Linked DNA regions of Sus scrofa: regions 2, 3 and 4 are each linked to region 1. The links are chromatin contacts, called in public HiChIP or PLAC-seq and promoter capture Hi-C maps. All regions are on one chromosome and are shown on one strand. Each heading gives the region's core, a stretch centred on a gene start, on an enhancer-like site or on the middle of the called end of the contact. The rest is flanking DNA. Distances are from core to core; before and after follow the strand shown. Region 1 holds the start of NDUFAF1 (complex I intermediate-associated protein 30, mitochondrial). Region 2 overlaps MAPKBP1 (mitogen-activated protein kinase-binding protein 1). Region 3 holds the start of JMJD7 (jumonji domain containing 7). Region 4 holds the start of MAPKBP1 (mitogen-activated protein kinase-binding protein 1).

The links. Promoter capture Hi-C pulls out the DNA fragments that hold promoters and counts their contacts. HiChIP or PLAC-seq counts read pairs in DNA pulled down with a chosen protein or histone mark.
Region 2: a contact with region 1 is called in an H3K27ac HiChIP or PLAC-seq map of alveolar macrophages. The contact joins the enhancer-like site here to the promoter of NDUFAF1 in region 1. A contact is called at or near these places in 3 of 5 promoter capture datasets (fetal liver, fetal skeletal muscle and liver), 7 of 47 Hi-C or Micro-C datasets (alveolar macrophages, embryonic fibroblasts, fetal heart ventricle and 4 more) and 2 of 2 datasets of contacts at active chromatin or transcription factors (alveolar macrophages and skeletal muscle).
Region 3: a contact with region 1 is called in an H3K27ac HiChIP or PLAC-seq map of alveolar macrophages. The contact joins the promoter of JMJD7 here to the promoter of NDUFAF1 in region 1. A contact is called at or near these places in 1 of 47 Hi-C or Micro-C datasets (retroperitoneal adipose tissue) and 1 of 2 datasets of contacts at active chromatin or transcription factors (alveolar macrophages).
Region 4: a promoter capture Hi-C map of liver shows a contact between it and region 1, with 6 times the contacts expected there. The contact joins the promoter of MAPKBP1 here to the promoter of NDUFAF1 in region 1. A contact is called at or near these places in 1 of 5 promoter capture datasets (liver), 1 of 47 Hi-C or Micro-C datasets (embryonic fibroblasts) and 2 of 2 datasets of contacts at active chromatin or transcription factors (alveolar macrophages and skeletal muscle).

Annotation. Positions count from the first base shown.
Region 1 is chr1:129,967,160-129,969,859 of Sscrofa11.1, forward strand. It overlaps NDUFAF1 (complex I intermediate-associated protein 30, mitochondrial), which reads left to right and starts at 1,321. Exons shown (of 5, transcript XM_021097468.1): 1 at 1,321-1,462.
Region 2 is chr1:129,557,145-129,559,844 of Sscrofa11.1, forward strand. The region is part of intron 3 of MAPKBP1 (mitogen-activated protein kinase-binding protein 1); the gene reads right to left. Among named protein-coding and RNA genes, the nearest start is that of JMJD7, 25 kb to the left of the region's middle. Within about 2 kb of position 1,382, at least 30 of the 83 cell types and tissues checked have an H3K27ac peak or open chromatin away from gene starts, as enhancers often do. A contact at or near this core is called in alveolar macrophages, mesenteric adipose tissue and retroperitoneal adipose tissue, where this site is marked.
Region 3 is chr1:129,531,956-129,534,655 of Sscrofa11.1, forward strand. It overlaps JMJD7 (jumonji domain containing 7), which reads right to left and starts at 1,331. Exons shown (of 8, transcript NM_001204244.1): 1 at 1,267-1,331. The coding sequence starts at 1,330. It overlaps MAPKBP1 (mitogen-activated protein kinase-binding protein 1), which reads right to left. Exons shown (of 32, transcript XM_021097365.1): 32 at 1,580-2,700.
Region 4 is chr1:129,587,738-129,590,437 of Sscrofa11.1, forward strand. It overlaps MAPKBP1 (mitogen-activated protein kinase-binding protein 1), which reads right to left and starts at 1,347. Exons shown (of 32, transcript XM_021097365.1): 1 at 205-1,347.

The DNA of each region.
Region 1 (2,700 bases), core at 71-2,570:
TGCATGGGGTGTGCGGCGGGGCAGCCAGGCCAAAAAAAAAGAAAAGAAAAGAAAAGAAAATGTATGTTGGTGTTTAGAGGAACATATTTTGGATTGTTTGCGTGTAACTCATGTCTGTGACTAGAAAAGAGGAAGGCACAGGCTGGGCTTAGGAGACAAACCCACATTTAAGGTTGTGGGAGTACAGAGTAAAGTAAGCAGCTAGAAAAAGCTCAAGGACAAGTTCCCATAGTGGTTTTGATCCCTGGTCTTACTCAGTGGTTTAAGGATGAAATGAATCCGATTAGGAACCATGAGGTTGTGGGTTCGATTCCTGGCCTCGCTCAGTGGGTTAAGGATCCCACTTTGCCGTGGCTCGGATCTGGCATTGCTGTGCCTCTGGCATAGGCTGGCAGGAACAGCTCCAATTTGACCCCTAGCCTGGGAACCTCCATATGCCGTGGGTGACAAAAAGACCAAAAAAAAAAAAAAAAAAAAAAAAAGTTCAAGGAGGTTGCAGAGCCAGGCAAGTGTAGTAGAATCCGGAGAAGTCAAAGAAAAATTTGAAGACAGAAAAGGTGTAGAGTGGAAAAGAGTGACAGAGGAAACTTGGAAAAGGCAATTGTATTTGGTGAGGACTTGGAAGGTACTCTGGAGAACGGTGTTAACAGCCAATGGTTACAATTCATTCGAATTCATGCTGAGGGCTTAATTCCTGCCAGCGTTATGTTAGGTGCTGGGGACAGGAAGAAGAGTACTTTCTGGACCCAAGAAGCTCACAGCATGGCGGAGGAAGTGAGAAGTGAATGAATAATTAAGATACAAGTGTTGAAAGTGCTTAAACAGAGGGGTGCGCAAGATACAATCGAAACCCTGGGGAGTGGGCGACCCCACGGGGCAGGATTGGGGAAGGGCAGGTAGGAGAGTTGGTGTTCAAGTTTCAGGTGGGTCTCCCAAGATTCTTTGGGGGTTAATTCCAGGAGAAGTAGCTCTCTGTGGCCGTGGACTGCTCTTGGGCTGCTCTGTGGCCGTGGACTGCTCTTGGGCTGCTGCTCTTGGGGGCCAAGGTTATTAGCAATATCTGGGTCCTACTTGAAAGATACAGGATGAAGTTTGCAGCATGAAGGCGGAAAGCAGGAAGGGGAGGCGAAAATTTTCTCTAAATTCTCCCCACTTTCTGACATAGGGCAGAAAAGATCAGGAAGGGCAGGAGGAGCGGGTCCTTTGGGAAGCTAGTCGACCATAACCCTCATTTCGCTAAGCTTCGGGATCTTTATTACTCTTCCCCCGACCTGCGTACCTGACCGGAACTCTAGTGTCATAAGGCCCAGTTTCCCTGCGGACTGGAAAAGCAGATGGACCTACACAGGAAAAGTGGAGTAGCCGGCGGGGAAAAGCCAGGAGCACAGCGGAGGTTCACTCTGGGGTGTCGCGAGGGAGGGCTGCAGCGTCGGGACTTGCGAGGGCGACACAGCCCTAGCAGGTGAGAAATGAAGGGGCCGTGACAATGTCCAGACCGCTCCCGGTCTTGGATCAGGAGCTAAACGCCGGGGCTCTTGGGGATAGGTTTGCCGCTTAGTAGTTGTATACCTCGGGTGATTTAGTCTTAGAGCCTCCATTTTCATCTTTGCAATTGGAATAGTAGCCCCTCTTTTGGTTGTTGTGAGGAGTTAAAGTACACCTAGAATAGTTTCTGACACGTGGTAAGCGCTGGACATACAGTCTTCAGTAAGATTGCTTGCTTTTAGCTTCATGGTTTATGCTGCCATGAAAACTCACCAGCTTCAGCCCAGGATCATCCAGTTAGTGATTTTGACTATGTTTATTGGTAAAAATATGAAACAAAATATTCATAACTAACGTTATATTATTAGAGAAGTAATAACACTACTGAGGGGTTGGAAAATAGGGTGAATAATGGTACTCATAATTCCATCACCCTGCACATGGCTGTAAGCCTTTTTTTAACCCCCAAATCTTTTTTGTTTGTACATTTACATTTTTATACTTATATCGTTACCGTATATGCTTTTTTTTTTTTCTTCCCCTTTTTCTTTTTTAGGGCTGCACCCGCAGCGAATGGAAGTTCCCAGGCTAGGGGTGGAACCCGAGCTACAGCTGCTGGCCTATGCAACAGCCATAGCAACACTAGATACTAGCCGAGTCTGTGACCTACACCACAGCTCACAGCAATGCTGGATCCTTAACCCACTGAGTGAGGCCAGGGATGGAACCTGAATCCTCATGTATCCTAGTAGGGTTTGTTAACTTCTGAGCCACCGAAGGGAACTCCAGTATACATGCATTTTTAATTCCTCATTATTTGTCACTCAGTAGTGTAGCCTAAGCATGGTGTTCATGAGAATCTTTTTTTTTTTGGTGTTTTTTTCTGCACCTGAAGCATGTAGCAGTTCCTGGGCTAGGAATGGAACCAAGCCACAGCAGACTGCAGTGACAACGGCCAGATCCTTAAGCTGCTGTGACATGGAGGAACTCTGAGAATCATTTTTTGATTGTACAAATTCCATTTTATCACTTATTTCCCAAATTTTTGTGTGTGGAGAGAGAAAATCATTTGAACAAGTCAGTAAGGGAAATTTAAGTATTACCTATGATTCCAAGACCTGAGGTCAACTCTTGTTATTTTTCCTGGTTCCCTGCAATTTTTGGTCCATTTGAAAACATACTGTTCACACATTTTCATTTGTTTATTTATTTTTG
Region 2 (2,700 bases), core at 132-2,631, 410 kb before region 1:
CACAAGGAACCGCCTGAGTAGCAGGCCTCAGGGGAGCTTCCCAACCTAGACCTTCAGGACTCACTGATGCGCAAAGGCAGTGTGATGATGGAAAGAAAAAGAAAACTGGGGTCAGGCAGACCTGTCTGCTAACTTTGTGATTTGGGCATATCCTTTAACTTCTCTGAACCTCAGTTTCCTCATGTGGAAAACAGAAATAAAAATACCTATGCCAAAACAAAAAACAAAAAAAAAACCTATGCCGTAGAATTGTTGTGCAAACTAAAAAAGTCATATGCAAAGCGACCAGCATGGTGCTCCTGGCCATCTTCTCGAAGGGTTCTCTGGGGCACCAATCGCAAGGAAAGAGCAATCAGGGGGGTCAGCAGTTGCTGCAGGCACACCAACTATGGTTCCCACACAGGACTTGCTGGACACTAGTGACTCATTAGGGTCCTCACCCTGGTACGGAATTACAAACCATCCCTTCACATTCACTCCCAAAGGGGAAGTCTTATAGCTTTAATTCTTCTAAGAGATAAAAAGAGTCTAGGGTGTTTCCTAGGGCATCCTTGGTTGTGGTCCTCTTTAGGTACCCAGAATCTAATGCCTTCCAAATAAGTAACCTTCTGAGGCCAGCCCATGAGACCCACTGGCATCTCTGTTTCTCCGATGTTTTATGAGACCACTCCCCCCACAGGTGTGAGAAAAGACTTGGTGGTAAAAACCCAGTGAATAATATGGTCATGGTGTAGAGCTACCAGTACGCCTCTCTCTGCCCAGGGGATTCTAAACGCATCCCCTTCCGGGACAAGAGGGGGGCTCTCTGTGAGCTGCAAGACTTATAAGCCAAGTCCCAAAGGCAGGGACTGAGTCCCCTTCCTCACACCCACTGGCCACCATGGCTGCTGTCAAACAAGTGAACTGGGTCCTTCTTTCTTTGGGACCTTTGCAATTGAGGTCTCCAACATCTGGAAGCATGGATCTTCACACACATGGCCAGACACTTTTCCATAGATTCCTCTTTGCCATTCAGATAGCAGCTCAAATGTTACCTCCCACGGAGCCCTGACCACAGGTCTTAAAGTAGTCCCACCCCTACCCACTCTCAGGGACCTACTCGCTCTCCTTTTTACTTTCTTTGCAACACTTACCGCTCTCTGATACTATCTTGCTCATTTGTTTGTTTATATGCTTAGTGTCTGTTTACCTTCCTTGATCTTAAACCCCACAAAAGCACTGACACGGTCTTACTGCTATATATCCTGTGGCTGGAACAGTGCTTGGCCCAGAGCAGGTTTTCAACAAGAATCGGCCAAACAAATGAATGACTACTGATGAACAAGCACTTTGTGAGTGACCTCATATATGATTCACAGCCATCAGGGCACCAAGTCCACACATCCTCTTTCCTTAGGCCTGCCAGTCTCTCCACAACTCTACATACTCCCTGGCAACCCCTGCACAGTGTTTGCCACAGAGAGGAAGAAGGTAGCTGTGTGCTCCTTCAGCTCAGATGTCACTGGAACACAGACAGTCCAGGGGGAGTCTGTGGCTTCACACATAGTTCAAAGCTTTGGAGCTGGGGCTCTCAGCATAAATTCCCATACACGCTGAGTAAATGGAGGGCCTTCTCAGGAGAACTAGGTTTTCCCTCCTCCTCCGTACTTAAACCAACCAAGAGTCTCCCCTTGGCTGCTGAGTAAGGCCAGACACTTTTCCAGGACACCTCCCACTCTAGTAGCTGCCCTGCATGAGGCCCTGCACTCTGGCATCAAGGGTCAGGAGAAACCCATCCTGTGCACTGATTCTACAGCGGCAACAGGGGCTGTGCTGGGCTCTGAAGGCCCCGAACCCTCTACCAAGCCAGCAAGGGAAGGGGCCCGAGTCAATTATGGGGTGTTCAACTAGACTGAGAGGCTCAAAGAAGCTATCTGGGGACTGGCTTGGCCTCCTAGGGCAGGGGGGCTTAAAATGTGACAGGTGAAGTGTGGGCTTCCTGTGGGAAAGATAAGAGCAAAGGGAGTGCTCCCCAGAAGAGACCCAGGGGCCACTGAAACTTGAGGGGTCTCCACCCAGAGACTTTAACCCACCTCTGCCTGACATACGTCCCCTCCACCCAACCCTCCCTGAGCTGTTTCATTTCCTTTCAGAAAACTTTGTTTTGGTTTGATATTTGCCTCTAGGCCTCTGGGAGAATTTTCTGAGCTTTGTTTCTCTTCTTGTTTCTAGGATACCTGAGCTGCTCCTAGAGCAACAAGCGCAGTAGGAACTAGAGAGTGGGGGATGGAGGTAGGGTTAGGATCACCAGATAGGAAGAGAAGGAAGGGGGGAGGGAAAGAGCCTGCCTGACTCACACAGGCTTTGGTGGCCCCCAGATACTCAGCGGCACACATCAGGGAGCTGGAGCACAGGGCAAAACTGAAACACTCAGAAAAAGGCCATTTACAAGGAGAGCACTCAAAGTTCTAGAAAATGAAAAGGTCAGGGGGTAGATCAGGGCACTGCCCAGGGCTGGCCCAAGCCAAACACGCAAGAAACCTACTAAAGGTGACAACAGGGAAGCTTCCACACACCACCTGGAAGGACAGTGACTCCCAGGTACACATGCCAGGCTGGGACCTGCCCATAAACAGAAGCACACACCCTTCCTTAAAGGCACTAGGCCTGGGTTGGAGCGAAGGGCTCTGTGCCCCTCAGGGCTCAGGCAGCAAGGAGCAG
Region 3 (2,700 bases), core at 81-2,580, 440 kb before region 1:
CATGAGCTGTGGTGTAGGTTGCAGACGTGGCTCAAATCCCGCATTGCTGTGGCTCTGGCGTAGGCCTCAGCTACAGCTCCCATTAGACCCCTAGCCTGGGAACCTCCATATGCTGTGGGAGTGGCCCAAGAAATGGCAAAAAAAAAAAAAAAAAAAAAAGGAATGTAAGCTCTACGAGGGTAGAGATTTGTTTTGTTCAGTGATATAAGTGATAAAGCCTAAACATAATGAACAGAGCCTGGCACACTTAGTGCTTACTAAGGACTTGTTAAATACTCAAGGTATTCGTTACAGTATTGAAAATAAACTGGAAATGACCTAAATGCCTACCAATAGTGGGCTAAGTAAACTGCAACACTAGTAACAGGTGTGGAAAAGACTGAGGTAGCGTGATATGAAATGATTTTCAAGATACACAGAAGAGTGTGCTTAGCAGGCAACCATTTATATAAAAACGGAGACATACAGTCAGTCATACGTGGGTGTGGATATTAACAGTGTACTTCTGGATGAGGCACACTGGAGCCTGGGATGGGAGGGAATTTATAAGTCTGCTGTTATTTAATAGATATTTATTTTTAGCTCCTTTATTGTTTTCTTTGAAGGATGCTGGAGATGTCTAGCAGACGTATATCTTGTTCTGGTCAGGTTTACAGTCTAGTTGGGTATATTAGATTAACATGTACAAGTGACAAGTGATGTAAAGCAGAAGGTATATAATAGTTGCAAAAGGGAAAACAGATAATAGAATTCAGTGATAGGGAAGCTCAATTAGGGCTGAAATTTTCTAGGACAGAGTTAGGATTAAAGGTTGGTTTTGAAGAACTGAATAGGTTTGGGGGCTTTACGGGAAAGGCTTCTAGGTCAAAAGAACAATATGAGCGGAGGCAGAGACCAGCAAGATGAGTCCGCTGTTTTTTAAACCAGGTCCCTGTGTTACTATTCGGTGATAAGAAACTACTTGAAAATAGAAAAAAGAAAATAAGGTAGAGAGGGAGAAAAATAAAAACCCAGCAGAGGAAGAGCCAGGGATCACCAGCACAGCCGCCTCCAATCCTCCCAAAAAGTCTGTAGTGCTCCCAGCTTGGAGGAGTCTTTTCCTGAGTGAAGAGTAGAGTTCAAAGAGAGTGAACCGACCACCTTAAAGCCTTCACAACAGGAAAGGGTGGGAAGGGCCACGACAGAATGTCTGGGACCCGGTTCCCAGCAAGTCCCTCCAGGGTCTTGAGGTTGCTCGGAGGTCGGTCGACCAGCCACCCAACTCACCTCTCGCCGCAGCCGGGAATTCTCGTAACTCCCTGCGCACGGCGTCCAAAGCCGCTTCCGCCATGACGCCGCTGCCGCCCGAGGCTCCGCCCTCTCCCCTTAAGGCCCCGCCTCCGCTCCGAGGCCCCGCCCCTCCCTGCGGCTCACGCATTCCGCCAGGCTCCCAGCGGCGTCCCCTCCACTCTCCGCCAATGAAGTCTGCGCCTCCAGCCTCCCCCACACCCCCAATCCCCACCTCCTCAGACGACTGACTCCACCCCACCTGACGGGACACTGCGCCTTCTCTCGCCTGCCTCACTCGCAGGCATCCTAGTTAGCAAATGATTGTGTTTATTGATGAGTTCATACATCAATACAAACGGACATGTTAAAAATAGCCTCTGCCCCTTGAGACCTGGGGAGGAGGGAAGCGCCACGGCCTGGACAAAGTATAAAAGTTATAAATAAGGGGCTTTCGAAACTGGGTCAGGGCAAATCTGAACGGGGGCAGTGACAGCTGCCGGTAGCCTCACACATGCAGAAGGGGATGAGCGCCGGCCACAAGACCCCACCCCCACGCCCCCGGCGCCGGGCTGTGGGTAGGGAAAGGGCGGCCACCTCCTCACAAACCTTGGCAGGAGTGTAGTTCCTTCCTCGTGAAAGAGACTGGATGGCGAAAAACCCAGCTCAGATCCCCACTTGGAGTGGGCGGCTGGTGTGCAGGTTAGGGGTACAGTAGGAGTGGGTTTCTAACTCTGACAAGGGAGCTGCAGCCCTGCCCGGGATCCACCCTCAGCTTAGTGAGCATTCTCAGGCCAGTTCTTTGCAGCTTGGCCATGCAAGTGGTGGTAGTAGAGAATAGTGAGGGTGAAACAGCTTTCACCTGTTCAGGTGCACGCAGCCTGACAGAAACAGAGCTGTGCATGCTTCAGAATCCAATTTCATTCTAAGCCTCCACCTCTAGAGCCAGCAAGGCCCAAAGGCCAGTCCGTGGGGATAATGGGCTTTTGGGGCCTGGAGCTGCAGTAGAGCTACCCTGACTTACCGGAAGCAGAGGGAAGCAGTTGGGCCCAGAGACACATGTTCTTCACCCCAACTCTTCAACAACTGCTTCACCACCTGGTCCTACTCTATCTACTTGCCCACTGTGCCCTATCTCCTTCCCCTACACCCCAAATCTGCCCTTCTAATTCTAATCTATCCCCTCACCTCTACCACTTACCTGTCCCACCTACCACCTTTCCAGTGTGTCTCTTGGCCCTTGCTGCAGTCCCATGTGCCTCCCTCTCCTCAACCTCCAGTATCTAGCACCCACTGCTGTCTTTGGGGAGGCTCCTTCTACCCAAGCCAGACACTCTATGGGCCATCTCACATCAGCTAGGCTGTGGACACCAAGAATCCAAAATTCAGGCTTCCATGAAAAGGGATGCAACTCAGTGTGTTCCATCCCTTTTC
Region 4 (2,700 bases), core at 97-2,596, 380 kb before region 1:
TGCGCTGGCGCCCGCAGGGGGACTCAGGTCGGCGGGTCGCCTTGTGGCCCTGCAACACGTTCTGCCACAGGAGCCTCCCTCCCCCACCCACGACCCTCCTGAGCTCGCTCTCGGCCCTCCACAGGAGCCCTAGACCTTTTTCACTTTCAGCTCCCTCAGAAGCCCCTGCCACTCGCCAGCGCCCCCGCTCGGGCCCAGGCTCACCAGCCCCCGGGCGCCGGGGCCGCCCGGCTCACAGCGCCCTCAGGCATCGCGCTCAGCGATTTCAGCTCCACCGGGGCAGCGGCAGCAGAAGCTATGGTGGCACGAGCGGCTCAAAACGCGAACTACCGCCAGGGCTCAGCTTTGGGCTGGGTAGGAGGAGCCGAGGCAGGGGGTGCGGTCTGTACGCATGAGGGCGTTTCTAGAGTGGACGGCTACGGCTTGTGGGGGCGGGGCAACGAAACAGCCCAGGAAGTAAAGGGCAGGGACCCAAGAACCACGGATTCACCACCAAGCAGTCGTGGGTATTGTTCCTAGAAGAAGGTCTGCAGAACGCGGCTTCAGAATTGAGAAAATCAAGCCTTTTATGGTATTATCAGGCCTGGTCACCCCCAGAGAAATGCACTTCCCAGAGCCCCAACTAGACGGTAGCCACGCCCCCAAGGTACTACAATTGGCATTAGATAGGCCCCAGGGACCAGCGGGGAAACTAACTTCCAGCTCAGAATTACAAGAGTGAGGTACAGCCAAAAGGCTCTGTTCCCATGGACCCCCCAAGCGCTGGGATTTAAAGCGGTTAAAATAGTTTCTGCTCGCCGCCTGTCCAGCACGTTGACCTACGTGGAAATGAGTAACTCTTTTGATCGCTGAGAAGTGTACTGAACTAGGCAACACAATTGGCCCCCACAGAATAAAGGGGAGGGAGCTGATGGCCTAGAAGAGATTTCGGAGAGCTGAAGTGTGTCGATGTGCCTATGGGAAATAATGTTTCATGGTTTCTTTAGCCTCCAATGTCCCATCGAGTTCTCATCCAGAGTAATACAGGACTTTGTTCCTCCAGATCTTTCCATATTCCTGTCAAAATTTACTTCTGAAATCTTTTCCCTTTGGCGAGGTCACTTCTAAGCTTGCTGGCACTAGATTTAATAGTTTTAATAGCACATGGGACAGGGGGTGTGGTGGAGCATGCACAGAAATACTTTACAGAGTACTTCATATGTACCTCAGCCTAAGTTTATTTTCTAGGAACCTTCCCGAATCACTGCTACTTTGAGAAATTACCTTACAAAGAGGTTAGCCTATGCCCAAAGACTTGGGCCCCAGAAAAACAGAACACTGATGTATCTTATCCAATCCAGGTCCTTGGAACCCTTGGGGGAGATGACAAGTTAGCAAGAGGGAAAGATTCCTAAACCGATTGAAATGAAGGCTCTTGTACAGACAAACGGCAAAACAGGTATGTACTTGTGTGTACCGCAGCAGGTATTAAAATGAGAACTGTAAAGCTAACAAATTGACACAAAGATCAGGAAAGTCATCTCCTAGAAGACCAAATGGCAATGGCTACTGGAAGTATGAGGCTTCTTCCTTCCCTTCAACCATGTACTGCTGATGTAATGAAATATAAAATGGAGTTTTCACATTTCTCAAATCTGGAGGAGGCAGCAAGAGTCATTAGCCACAACAGTAAGAAAAGGGATTGGTTCCTCAACTCCTTGCTAGCCTGTGATTTTTTCTTTTTTGGCGGGGTGGGGAAGAGAACTCAATATAACAATGCTAGTGAATAAAGAGTGCCACCTGGTGTCCTTACTTGCGTGCTGCATTCCCCAGCAACCACCATCTTTACCCACTAAAGTTGTTCCTCATTCTCTCCAGATCATTTTTGTGTCCACTAGTGGTTTTCTCACCTACGTAACTCATGGCCAGGAAACGGGTTTACAAAATGCCATTGGACATTTTCTATCCAAAGCTACCCTGGTTTATCCCCACAGAGAAAATGCTCCACAATTTATTCCCATCTGAAGCTGAAGTTGCAGAGACAATATAAGCTCCTGCTTTCCTTGTCTAAGCTGATCTAAGCGAAAAACTGAGAACAGTGTAATGAAGAGATTTCTTTAGTCTAGAATCTAGATGCTTCCAGTTTAGGGCCAAAACCACATATTTTTAATCCTTCACAATTTAATCCAACCTTTATTGTCTATGATACGTATGTACCAAGCAGCCTTTTTTTATCTTTATTTTTTGGCCATGCCCAGGCTAGGGTTTGAACCCGTGCCACAGCAGTGACCCAAGCTGCAGCAGTGACAACACCAGATCTTTAACCCACTGTGCCACAAGGGAACTCCCAACCCTGCAGCCTTTTAAGTGCCAAGTTGGGAAGAGGCTTTAAGCTCAGAAAATAATAGTCCCAGGCCCATGGAGTTCCCGTCGTGGCTCAGTGGTTAACGAATCCGACTAGGAACCATGAGGTTTTGGGTTCAATCCCTGGCCTTGCTCAGTGGGTTAAGGATCTGGTGTTGCTGTTGCTGTGGCATAGGCCAGTGGCTACAGCTCCAATTAGACCCCTAGCCTGGGAACCTCCATATGCCTCGGGAGCGGCCCTAGAAAAGGCAAAAAGACCAAAAAAAAAAAAAAAAAAAAAAGTCCCAGGTCCAATGTGAGTAGAAGCATTATTCCCTTTTTTCCAAATTAGGTAATTGCTATCCCACCTCCAGAATG